Regions from separate parts of the Zea mays genome. Here region 1 is linked to region 2. The links are chromatin contacts, called in public Hi-C maps. All regions are on one chromosome and are shown on one strand. The core of a region is the stretch at or near the end of the contact, and the rest is flanking DNA. Distances in the headings are between cores, read along the strand shown.

The links. Hi-C and Micro-C count contacts between places; a contact is called where the count stands out from the background.
Region 1: a contact with region 2 is called in a Hi-C map of ear, with 1.8 times the contacts expected there. The contact joins the promoter of LOC103646296 here to the promoter of LOC100193880 in region 2. A contact is called at or near these places in 4 of 25 Hi-C or Micro-C datasets (bundle sheath, ear and leaf).

What each region holds. Positions count from the first base shown.
Region 1 is chr2:37,587,838-37,594,416 of Zm-B73-REFERENCE-NAM-5.0, forward strand. LOC103646296 (probable inactive receptor kinase At1g27190) reads right to left here and starts at 5,318. Exons shown (of 1, transcript XM_008671024.4): 1 at 2,691-5,318. The coding sequence starts at 5,088. The coding sequence ends at 3,208.
Region 2 is chr2:37,450,337-37,457,365 of Zm-B73-REFERENCE-NAM-5.0, forward strand. It overlaps LOC100193880 (DNA-directed RNA polymerases II and IV subunit 5A), which reads left to right and starts at 1,766. Exons shown (of 4, transcript NM_001138957.1): 1 at 1,766-2,045; 2 at 2,125-2,304; 3 at 2,414-2,527; 4 at 5,668-5,886. The coding sequence starts at 1,845. The coding sequence ends at 5,793.

The DNA.
Region 1 (6,579 bases), core at 4,068-6,567, 140 kb after region 2:
CAAACAGTCATCTCTCATGGAGTTTCCTATCACTGGGCTAGTAGCCTAGTACTTCACAGTTTGAGCTGTCTTTTTGTTACTTTTCCTTGTTTTTTTTTTTTTTTGAGTCATAGAGCGATGATTAGGAATTGAACCCTGGACCCCATAGAACAGCAAGCAAAGAAACTCTATTACGGCTAGATGAGGACTGCTGTTATAATAGCAAAGCAGAGCACACGTCTTCAGGTTTCTATTACGGCAGGAACTGCACCTTGCCGTTCCCTCAACTTTCAGCAGCAAGTTTCAGCATACAAGTTTCAGCATTCCCTACAGCATTACGGCAGGAACTGCACCTTGCCGGTTCCCTGAACTTTCAGCAGCAAGTTTCAGCATACACTGCTCCTACATTTCAGCCAGCTATCCAAGCAGCGACGATGCGGGGGGAGGTGGCCGCAACCACAAGCAGAGAGGAGCTCGATGAGGCACGCTGCAGGGAGGTCTCCCTGGGCGCGGAGAGGAGCTTGACTAGGCGCTGGCAGGGAGATCTCTGTGGCGGCTAGGAGCTGGCCGTGAAGGTCTCTGCGTGGAAGGAAAGGCTGGGAACTGGGAGCTGGCGGCGGCGCAGCGGGGCGGCGGGGCCGCTGGAGCTAGTGGCGGGGCTGCCTGGCGTCGAGCAGTTGGCCGAGGAGGCCTGGCAGCGGGGTGGCACGGCGGCGATCAGCTGGTGGCGGGTGGCCTGCGACGACGTAGACGGGATGGGGATCGATTAGAAATGAAGATAGGGTTGTGGGCCCCACCTGTAGGTGTTCAAAAAAAAGCGGGCCGTGCTGTCGCAAAACGGCAAAAGCTATGGAGTCGGTGTGCGGGTGCTTTTTCTGAGGTCTGAGCACGTGGAATGAGTTATGGACAAAACTGAGTAAGAAGAAAAATAGGATGGGATAAGGTCATCCCTAATTTAAGGGTAGGGTCATCTTTAAGAGTCATTACTGTTTTTGTTTGGGTGAAGGAATAAATTTTGATGGAATCAACCTAGTTTTTGTTTAGATGGTAGTTTTGTCACTTGTTGGGAGGCAACACGATTTTTTCAGTATCGCGACAGGGGCGGGGCGACTTCATCCGATCGTTTTTTGGGGACGGCGCCGCCACCGAAAAATGGTCTGGGGTTCAACTCGCCCCTGCTTGACCCTCATCCAAACATGATTGACATTGTGGCCGCCTCGTTCCGTCCCTCTTTGTTCATTCAACCAAACGCACTCTAAGGTACAACTAAGGTCACTAATATAAAAATCATATATAAATATTCACAAATTCATGAAAGATTAAAGGATATCTCATAGATACAAGTATACAACTGCATACATATAGTTAGAAAGTTATAATACAATACCTTATAAAACAAAACTATTCGTTGAAAATATATTGACAACCATCAAAAAACATAAAACAATACCACACATGAAACTATGGAGTATAGAACTAGCCATATAACTTGACCCATTATAATATAAATAATAATTTATAAGACATTTTAATATAAGGTAGAAGATCACAATAAATATAAGACAATGTAATATAGTAATAAAATCATTATTATGTATTTAAATAAAGCAATAACAAGTCTAGTAGCATATGACTATAGAATCAAGATGTGTATAATAACACTTGTATTCTGATTGTACTTCTACTACTTGGCATAGTCAACATAATTGGTGTCTTCCTAGTCCTTCTGCTTCTTGTGTAAATTATGAATATATGAATCATGAGTAATAATTTATAAGAAAGTATAAATAAGACCCAAGTTTTAAACAACTCTAAACTATATATCATTAGATAGATCTTGATTATAGGAAAATAATAAAATTAGTTTCATATTTTTCTAAGTTAAGATGAATTTATAAAGATCATTTCATATCTAATTTTTTTTCTAAACAATACTCGTTACCGACGATAAAATACCAAATAAAAACGGTAATTCTCGGAAACGGTCCATAGATATCCAAATAATTTCCGTTCCATTTTTGTTTTTTTCCAGCGCTTTTGTTTTCATATTTCCGGTAACGGTTTCAGTTTAGCCCTAAATTTCAGTAAAATTTCAAAAACGATACTTGGATCCAAAAATTATTGTTTTCGTTTTCACCCGGAGAGGGACGCAGACGAGAGGCAATCCCGTTCGTGTTTCCGGTGCCGAGGTGCCCTCTTATCTTATGCGTCCGGATCCGGGCTTCATAAAGTTCGTAAGTGCCATCTCCTCCTTTGTTTGTCCAATTTTTTCTCGATTTCCCTTGTCTTGTCCTCACCAATTAATCTTAATGGGCTAAGGCCCAATAGGCCCTTGACTCCTCTAACAGCCACATTTCAAAATCTGTCCTCATTTAACTACGCGGGTAGCAACAGACTAGTCAATGCACCGAGTGGCCCTCGCTATCACTGGTGAAGTCAAATTTAGGATTTAGCTGTGGATGATGGTGACAATTATATCTGGATTGTCATGTGCGCAGGGATTGATTATCCTTTGTTTTGTCACAGAGAGCTGACTTTCAAATCAAAGAAAACTAGACTGCTAAAATAAACCAAGACAGACGGCTACATAAGACTCCACCGGTATACCACCAGCTTAGAAAAACAGCTGAAAGAACTATAGTACAGAAAGGTGATGTTGAAAGTTCCATTCCCCTATAGCTGATGCTTCCAAATAGAGAGCTTTTAGAATATAGAGCAAAGACCAGGAGATGTTCCAAGGCCCAGATGTGTATAGCATACCCTTTGAAAGCTTAAGTTTCCAAGAAGGTATAAGCTAAAGAGACATTAGAACATTTTTAACTACCCAGGACCCTGCTATAAGTTTCCAAGAAGGTAATGAAACATTGAGTGCCAATCCAATGACTGAACAACATGCTGGTTGTTCCAAGAAGGAACTTCGAAAGGTGACACTAGGATTTTGGCCATCAAGAATTGCAGTTCCACACAGATACTACAGGCACTAACAGTAACTTTAAAACAACATACAGAATTGTAAACTGATATTACAGCTTACATGGTTATCACATCCCCTGTCGATGCAACGATGTAATTGACCACCCGGCATCCGGCGCTAGATTTGGTGCCTCGATATTGTTCTCTTATCACTCATTTATGCTTCCGGTCTGTCCATAGCAAGGCTAAATATATATATCATCAATAAGCCTGACCAAACATTTCCACAATCGAATTGGCAATCAGCATCATCAGCTAAATAGCGTCTGAATCATCCTTGTTATAGGCCAATGGGAACTCATCAAACTGCTCCGTGACATCGCAGCCCTCTCCGATGCTCTTCAGAGCGTGGAAAACCCGATACATTGAATGCCTCTCCGTCACACGGGGCTGGGTGCAAGCAAAAGCTATCTTCAAGAACTCCTGAATCTCTGCCTCATGGCCCTTTCCACGCAATGGTTTATCAATAGCATCACTGATTCGACCAGAAGCCTTGAGCTGGTTAACCCAGTCCACCAATGTCCCCTTGAATCCTTCACCCGTCACGTCAGTAACCACAGCAGCAGCCTCCTGCCCGCTAACAAGCTCAAACAATATCACCCCAAATGCATACGCATCGCCTTTCATCGTACCAACTGGATTGCTAGCATACTCTGGAGCAACATAGCCAAACTCCCCAAAGTCCCCGTTCAGGAAAGGACTGGTATCACCACCCTCGCCAGGCGCCATCCGGACCAACCTTGTGAGCCCAACATCCGTGATCCGAGCATCATAATCCTCGTCGAGAAGCACTGCACTCGAGCTCAAATTCTGGTGAATCTGCGGAACCTGGAACCCATGGTGCAGCCACGCAAGCCCCCTTGCTGCCCCCACGGCGATCCTAAGTCGCGTTGCCCAATCCAGCGGCGCTTCCCCTGGCTTCTTCATCACCGATGAAAGAGCCCCACTCTCCATATGCTTATACACCAGCAGCCTCTCGTCCTCGACAACACAGAAGCCCAGCAGTGGCACGATGTTAGGATGCCGCAGCTGCCCCATCCGACCCATCTCTGCCCTGAACGCCTTCTCCGAAAGTGGGCACGAGTGCAGGCGCTTGACCGTCAGTGCAGACCCGTCCCGTAGCACAGCTCGGTAAGCTGTCCCCGCCCGCGAGCTCCCGGCGACCACGATGTGGCTAGTGCTGAAGTCATGGGTGGCGGCCATCAGGTCAGCGAGCTTGACCTTCACGATGGGCTTCTGGAACAGCGAGACCGGGACCAGGCGGTTGTGCGCCGCCCGCAGCCTCTCGGTCCACCAGCTCCCGTCTTCCCCACCGCCCGACTCGCTGGTGCCGCGCCTGTGGCGGCGGCGGCCTCCTTTGCCCTTCCCGGTGCACCGCCAGAAGAAGTAGGCGAGGAGCAACGAGGCGGCGGCGCCGAAGACTCCCGCGGCTATGACGATGCCAAGGCCGGTGCTCCCCAGCCCGCGGCCGCAGCGAGAGGATACGGGGCGGCCGCAGAGGCCCGAGTTCCCGGAGAAGGAGTCCATGGGGAAGTTGTCGCCGAGCTGGGACGGGATCTGGCCGTCGAGCTTGTTCCCCGAGAGGTCGAGCGACTTGAGTCGGTCGAGCCGCGCGAGGGAGGCGGGGATCTGGCCGGAGAGCTGGTTCCCGGAGAGCCTGAGCGAGTTGAGGAAGCGGCAGTTGGCGAGCTCGGCGGGAATTGGGCCATTGAGCTGGTTGGAGGAGAGGTCGAGGGTGACGAGGAAGGGGAGCCAGTCGCAGAGGGCTGGCAGGATTGTGCCGACGAGCGCGTTGCTGGAGAGGTCGAGCGTGGTGGCGGCGCGGCAGTACTGGAGCGAGGAGGGGATGGAGCCGACGAGGCCGAACCCGGAGAGCGAGAGCGAGAGGACGCGGGACTCCTGCAGGTTCCAGCAGCCGATGCCGTTGTAATTGCAGACAGCGCCGCCCGAGGTGTTCTTGAAGTCCCAGTCTGCGAGACGCTCGTTGGGGTCGGCGAGGTCGTGCTTAACGCCTCGGAGGCAGCGCAGGTCGTCCTCCTGCGGCGCCGCCGCCGATCCCGGCGCGGGCTGCGGCGCCGCCAAAGGGGCGACGAGGAAGAGGAGGAAGATCGGGGGCAGGAGGATGGGAGGAGGCATGGTGGACGGATGCACGCGGATTGGGGACGGGGTACGGTGGGGGTGGGGTGGGGGTGGGCCGGTGGGGGGAGCGGTTTGACCAGTTGGGAGACTGCGTGCTTTGTTGCGGGCGGCCGGGCGGGGGTGATGGTGGACAGGTGGAGTGGATGGGGAGGGCAGACTGGCGCGGCGTGTGCGCTGAGCGGCGCTAGGCTCTCGCTCTAGTGGGGCCGTTGGACGGCTGGTCTGGATTGGGACGGGTCGTGCGTCGACTGCGCTGTGTGGTCGCCGAGATGGCAGCGGGAAACGAGGCGGAGCAGCGACCAGCGGGGCAGGGGGGACGACGCGATGGAAACGAATGGTTGTCTGATTGGGCTAGGTGAGGTGGGCTGACCATCGTCTGGGCCGTGCAGGCTGCCAGGCCACGGCCCACGGTGGTCGCCCGAGCGAGGTGAATAAAGGGTAATTCAACTCATTTTTTCGGACATTTTAGAAGACAAGGATTCTGTTTTCCAAAAAAAAGACGTTTTTTGAGAGACATTGATTCCGATTCTCAGGTGAAATGTATTAGTATTATTTCTTTCTAGATGGATCCAAGATTTTTTTACTGTTCTCATAACTCTTATAATGACAGGATCACTTGGTAGGGATCTCTTTCTCTCCAGAAACAATTTCCATTTGGTAGGGATTTTGTTATTTCTACTAGACTGATACGGTCTGTAGAAATAGAATCCTAACAAAATACAAATCGTCCACAAAATAAGAGAAACAGCATCATTGATAGATTAAACAGTAGGGAATTGTTGAGGCAAGGAAACGGAAGCAGATCCGCTACCTCTGTAGTTGGGTTGCTGACGTATAGGATCAAATCTAGATCGGACTGCAGTGGAGTTAACCGTAGAGGATCTCATTACCAAGGAAATATGATTTTAGAACGATATAGTTTGTTTCCTGGACTAGGTCCTTCATTTAGTGTTGAACCAAATGTTATTGTTTGAACAAAATTTTCATAAATAAGTGACAGGTATATAACTTCACTCCATATGGTCAGATTGGTCTCACCCACTTCGGTCAAGTGATTGAACCAAACTCGCCTCTAACGTCTCCATCGGGAGCACAACAACTTTATAGTCGTGACCCTCTTTCACACCAAAAATAGGAAAGTGAGTTGACATGTGAACGAGCGTTTATCGTACCACCTCTCTCAAACAAAACTCTAGAGATATGATTTATCTCTACATGGTACGTGAAGGGAAGACCGTCATCGTCATCTCAGTATCTTGGACTTTGACTCTCATTGCCCTAAAGGCGTTCGCGTCCAACACCAAGAGTTTATGAGCATGGTGTGTTTAGTTTAACAATGGTATTGAGGCATGGTTTAGGCTTAGATCATAATTCTATATGTTCACAGCCTTTGCAGGGATGAATGCGAGCAAAAATCCCTTATGACTCGGATTCATCCATTAAGAAAGCAAGCAGAAGAAAGAGAGGTTGAACCCTTATCCGGTTCTC
Region 2 (7,029 bases), core at 516-3,015:
AAACACTCATTGGTTTTGTAAACTTAAAGCTTGCTAATGTTCATTATCCTATTATAAAATCTTCCACTCCATCTCCTATGTTTTTACTTACGTTCTTATTTTAAGATGAATGATTATTGTAATGTTCTCAATCATGGGTGGATCATCCTTGATAATAAACGAGTTCATCGAAACTTGGCATCCCAAGTTATCTGGTTCACTTACATATCCATCTAAGGCTTTGAGGGTAATGATTGGTGTACACGGGCCAAATAATTTGGTTGGGTTGTAAAATATAAACTATCATCATGACTTATAATCTATTTATATTATAATTTATTAATATCTTTAACTTACTTAAGACTTATTTTGTATTGTTTAACTTAACATTCAAATTTAAAATTTACTATGTAAAAGTTGTTCTAGATGTTGGATCGAATACATATAAAACTTTTAGATGATATACCATATAATGAAATTCTAGATCTCTAAAATATAGCTTTAGGCAATGTTTTTTAAAATACAAATAAACTTTTAATATATTCATACTTTTGCAAAAGTATTTTTTATAATAAATTAATATATATGACTATTAGATTTCAAAACTAAATAAGAAAATTGTTATTTGTAGTCAAAGTTTTATATATTTAATTTAAATCTTGTCCAAAACGACCTTTTGCTTTAGGACTGGATGGAGTACTATTTGGACTTGAATTTGACTATGGTAATACGAGGTTCTATCCAGTATTATGTTTTTGTTAGCAATATTATTTATGTATATCATTAAAATAATTACAATTAAAAATTGTCTATTACTTGTTGCAAAATAATTCTTTGTATTGGATTAAAAGAAAAAAAAGCGAGAATGATTGGTAGTTATGGTAGTTGAAATAAAAAAAACTCTACTATATTAAAACATCAGTTTCTATGGCTTCTCCATAGTTGTGCTCCTTTGTGTTTAAATAGTAAAAATACAAAAAATATGCATAATGAATATTTGAATTATGATTGTTGGCTCTAAAACACATTCACGCTCACTTAACCAATAGAACACATGTCTTTGTGTTTTATATTCTATATATAAACATAAATAGAAACTATAGTAACGCACGAGTACCTCGCTAGTATTAATATAAATCTGATGTGACATATCTTACGCCTCGCTTACTTTAGCTTATTATAGGTAGTGTATGGTTCCTGAGTTAATTGGAATAAAACGGCTCTATGCAAGGGAGCGACTCCTTCTCAGAGATTTTAGAGAGCTAAATAGTTCAACATTTAAGCATAAGGGCATGTATAGTGGAGTTACACAAAAATGGTTTTCCAAGCACAAGAGAAAACTAAGAGACTCTAATATACAATGGAGTGTCTATAAATGTAGTACACTAATAAATAGAGAAGTAAATGTGCTTGTATATCATCGAATCGATAGAACAGACGACGAATTCGTACAGTGTGAAGTGAGTGTAAAGTGAGACGTCTATTACTACTTGGATTACGAGCCAGAAACGTCTTTTCACGGAGATACGGCTCCACGATTTTTTTTAAACTCACTTGAGGCACCTCAAATGTCTCTAGAGTAAACACCACTTTCCTTCTATAAAACCAATCCAAAGTCCAAACACTGTCAAACTGAGAGTCGAACAGCTTGGTCCCACACTCCCACCGTACTCCCAAACAAAACATTCTCTCATAGTCTCATCTCATGTGCACGGAAAGGCATCTATTGCCTTTCTCCCAACCCGCCAAACCCTACTTGCCACCGCCAAACTTCCGCCTTCGTCCGCGCCGGCGCCGCTCTATCGCTCTAAAATAACCTTTCCAGTTCCACCGGGACTAGCTGAAAGGAGAGGGAACGGAGGGGGATGGCGTCGCCGGACGACGAGATAAGCCGGCTCTTCCGCATCCGCCGCACGGTGTATGAGATGCTGCGCGACCGCGGATACGGTGTCCGCGACGAACAAATCAAGCTCGAAAGGCACAAGTTCATCGAACGCTACGGCAACCCCGTCCGCCGTGACGAGCTCACCTTCAACGCCACAAAGTTGAACGGCCCATCGGACCAGGTCTCATCCTGATCCCCTGCTCCCTCTTACGCCGCCGCCGCCGCCTCGGCGTAACCCTAGCCGTGCGTTACCCCTGCAGATCTACGTGTTCTTTCCTAATGAGGCAAAGCCCGGGGTGAAGACAATCAGGAACTACGTCGAGAAGATGAAGAACGAGAACGTCTTCGCCGGCATACTCGTCGTGCAGCAGGCGCTCAGCGCCTTCGCACGCAGCGCCGTTCAGGAGGTCTCCCAGAAGTACCACCTCGAGGTCTTCCAGGTCCACACTCTAATTTCTCTTTACCTCATTGCATTGGCATATCTCTATGTCAGTATGTGCGCTGCTCCTTGCGAAAACTGTGGCTGACGCTTATTGCGATGCTGTTCAGGAAGCTGAGCTTCTTGTCAACATTAAGGACCATGTCCTAGTGCCAGAGCATGTGCTCCTGACACCGGAAGACAAGAAGACTCTTCTAGAGCGGTACACCGTGAAGGAAACCCAGGTCGAATAATTTTGCTTATTCTTTCCTCAGAGTACCCTGGCATGTTTGTTTCTATATGAGCATAATGTTTCTATTTTTGTGTGTGTTCAATTATTTGGGTTAAGGTTTTATGTACAGTGATTGCATGAAACTACACCTGGATCTGCATATTGGAAAGTAATTGCCCTCCCATAATTTTTCTGAAGCAATAAGTTGCTGAGTATCAAACCATTTTCAGCTTGTTTGCATGCTGTAGCTTGTTAGCACGAATGCCGTTTGATTTTAGGTACATACCGTAATATAAGGAACTGACAAAACACATAAATGTCCATTTGATTTTTTAGTTACTTACCACATTGAGAACTGTCAATGTGAATGTGTTCAGGCCAAATTGACAGTGTGCAGTAGTTATCATATAAACAGCCAAAAGAGCATGTGATATGTGTTAATTGGTAAACTATGAGGAGAGAAATTGAAAGCACTGGTCTGGTATATAAGTTTAAACGTTTAATTAGCCTTGCGATATAAGAATAGACCCATGGGATGCACAATTTTCAACTTGGCTTCCTATTTGTTTACCCAAATTGTGAAATGAATGTCAGACCATAGCTAGCCTTATTATTTTTGTTACTGCAGTTAATTTCATTGCAGATTAGGACTGTTAACTACTATATAACAAGAATTGTGTATAATTTCAAACTTTAAGTAAAGAAGAATGATAAACTATATTATGCAAATTGTTATCTGAAGCAAGGTTTTAAAGTCGTCTGACTAGTCACGATTAGTCGGCCTTATCGCTAGAGGAAGCTCGATTAGGGTCTCTGACAGTCCGACTCGACTAGAGCAACTAGGAAGCGATTAGTCGTCCTAGTCGCCGACTAATCGTGATTAGTCGTCTGACTAGGTATTATGGTCGACTAGTTATGCTTGTTTTGGACCACTAATCTGGTCTCTGTTACATGGGTCGACCCACCATCTGTACAACACAAACACGGTTTTACCCTACTTGTACCAATACGGAACACTTCATCCCTGCCGCCCTGCTATGCTCCGGTGGCCCTCTGCTTGACCGTCAGCTGCCTCCCCTCCATTGCGCGGCGGCTGCAGAGCCTCCCCTCTCTCCAGTGCGTGCCTGTCCTCCTCTTACCTTTTAGTGAAATCAGTGTACTGCTGTCCTGCTACAGCTATAGTGTACTGCTGTATTCCAGTCCTGCTACAGCTATATATATATACATATAATATATATATATATATATATATATATATATATATATATATATATATATATATATATGAGTAAATCGACGACTAATCACGATTAATCACCTTATCGATGCTGAGTCGACTAGTTGACTTTAAAACCTTGATCTGTAGCACTACAATACGAGCTAAAAATAGGTGAGAATGGGAGGCACTATAGTGGTAGTAAAAAAATCTGTTGAGGCAGGAATATATTTTTAAACTCAGTGTTAGTTTAAACAAGTTAAGCAAATTTGTATTTGGAAAATTATGCTTTCAGATGTTATTAGTACTAGTTTGACTGATAACTGATTCCACTGCATATTGTTAATTTAGATAATGTTAAGCGGAATAACAACTATTGTCCTTGGAGTTTCACGAGAGTCTCAATTCAGCCTCTGAAAGTGAAGTTTCTATTGGTCCACTTCCTTGAGTCGCTTCCTTGAGCTATCTTCTTTCTCTAAAATAATCCCTGTGATGACATGGACATCACATCTACAAGATAACTCAAGAGTCTGGCCACTAGCCGCATGTGTACTGTTGTGATGTCTGCACACTTAACAGGTATATAGAATGTTAATCTGATAACCTTCTATGCTATATAATCATTTGGAAAATAAATATGATAGCCTATCTAATTATCTATAGTTGGGTAATGGTATGAACAAGATATGTTTGAACCCCAGCAATCTGTATACTGCACTTATTTGAACAATTGTCACCATTATTGTGTCTAGACATCTGTATCCCCATTTGCTGCTTCAATCTGCATCTTTTGCCCAATTTTCTTGGTATATAAGAACATGGGTGTACAGAGGAGGCCATCAAAACAAATGACCACAGGGTAGGAGTACGGCGTGCAGCTTGTCTGGCTCTAGCAGCAGTAGCAGATGAAACTTTTAAAAAGAAAAAGAACTAAAGTGTTTTTAGCTTAGGTTTATTTCTCCTGTCTGTAGATTTCGTAGGGACAAGAACATTCTGCATACAGTTTATGACTTAGTGTTGAGTTATCTGCACACATGGAGCTCCAACTCCATGTCATCCCAAGCGCTATTTTGGACCAAAGAAAATCGTTCAGGGATCAGAATGGACAAACCAAAACCTCAGGGACTAGATTGAGCATCCAGTCAAGCTGTAGGGATGAATCCGTGCTATTTTGGACCAAAGAAAATCGTTCAGGGATCAGAATAGACAAACCAAAACCTCAGGGACTAGATTGAGCATCCAGTCAAGCTGTAGGGATGAATCCGTTCCTGACTTTTGGGGGGCCTGAGGCGAAATCCATTATAGAGGGCCCATCGACCAAGGTGTGTGTATATATTGTGTATATTTATAATTATAAGCACATATTATTGAACGTCCAATGAAATAAATTTCAAATCGACGCTTTAAAGTATATAAGATGATAAATATAAATTCGATGCTTTCAAGTCTATAAGATGACAAGTATTTTGGGGCCCTCTATCCTCGGGGGCCTGCACCTCCGGCACCGTCTCAGGAACGGCCCTGGATGATAGAGGCTATTCTGCCATAACGTTGACAATGAAACAGTACTGACCAATGGTGAAACTAGGGGTGACTTGCAGTAGCAATGGCCCTGCCTCTGCCCTCTCATGGTCCAATGTTTTCATTAGACCTTTCTATCAAATAAAATCTTATGCTGTAGCTTAGTTTTTAACCAAAGTGATGTATCTTAATCAGTAGCCAATTTCCTTCTAGTCCTGGTTCTGCCCATACTACTGATCTCATTTGTTTGTTGTTTTTTTTCTATAGGCAACCAGTTTTGTATAGGCAACCCCTTTCGCCTAGTTGCTTGCATTGTCTTACTTTCATCTAACTTTACATGTCTAATAACAAGGCTCTGCTCATATGTTTTGGACGATGCTTTGTGTTCTGATGATATCAAACTATCTATGATGCAGCTGCCCCGGATTCAGATTACAGACCCGATAGCAAGATACTATGGGATGAAGCGTGGGCAGGTCGTGAAGATCACAAGAGCCAGTGAGACTGCTGGAAGATACATCACCTACCGCTACGTTGTCTGAGTTTTGCTACATTCTCATGGCTTAAGCTTCCGCACCAAGCGAAAATGACCTCTACTTGCTAATCCTGCTGTGTACTCGGAATATCTGTTGCCCTGGTGCCCTTCCTTGAGAACTGATCTCGGGCTGTTCTGGCGATAGTAATAGGCCGCTGTTCCTTAAGCTGTGTTCCATCTCATTTTAGGCCCTGTTCGGTTGCAGATAGGTGTGATATTGGGGGGTGATATTGGATCGTGATCCAAATGTTTCTTCACAAATTATTAGGGTCATAAATTATTTTTAGTTAAAAAATGAATAGGAATAGGGTCTGATCCTAATCCGATCTTTATGTTTTATAGTTTAAAATTTAGAGTCTATTATTACCTATTATTACCTCTAGTTGTACAGTTATAGAATATTGGAGGGGTTAGGTGGGGATTAAATCCCTTTCTGTTTAAAATTGAATATGGAGATACTCCTCTAACCGAATAAGCTCTAGTGAATGATTGTGCTGTTTTTTAAAGACATGCCCTACATGTACTAGGAGTGTGCATACCACTCTAGTCATACCATTCCAATCCTTCTCAATGTGAACCCCATGGACTTTTATTTGGTTGTCCATTTTAAAACCCATTAATTCAGCACAAACCAAAATTTCATCAACCTTAACATTTTCACTGCTCCAACGAGGGCACACAACCAAAGCCATTTCTAGGGCTAAAATAGGATGGATATTAGTTGATCCTATGTCTTACTCTAATGTATTTTAGTTGGATATATGATCTAATATGAATAGTTTGAAATAGGACGGATACAGATACAGTGGCATGATATTTATTCGGGCGGATAAGTGACATACGGATGTTATTTGGTCGGATATCAGATAGTTGTTGGATATTTGTTCGGGCAGATAAGTGACATATACAGATGTTATTTGGTCGGATATCAGATAGTTGTTGGATATTTGTTCGGGCAGATAAGTGACATATACAGATGTTATTTGGTCGGATATCGAATAGTTGTTGGATAATACATGAATTGCTTATCATTCATTATATTTTATTTCTTATATAGCCTTAAGCCCCTACATGAAAATGATAAAGTTAAGTATTGATTATGTTGGAACTCGGATAAATAGAGTGATTTAACGTGTAACTCATACAATAAGTGAAGTGGAATGAAATAAACGTTGTCATCTTGTAGATTTTATGGTCTAAATGTTTTTGAGGATATGTGGACATATGTTGTGCTTCCGTAATA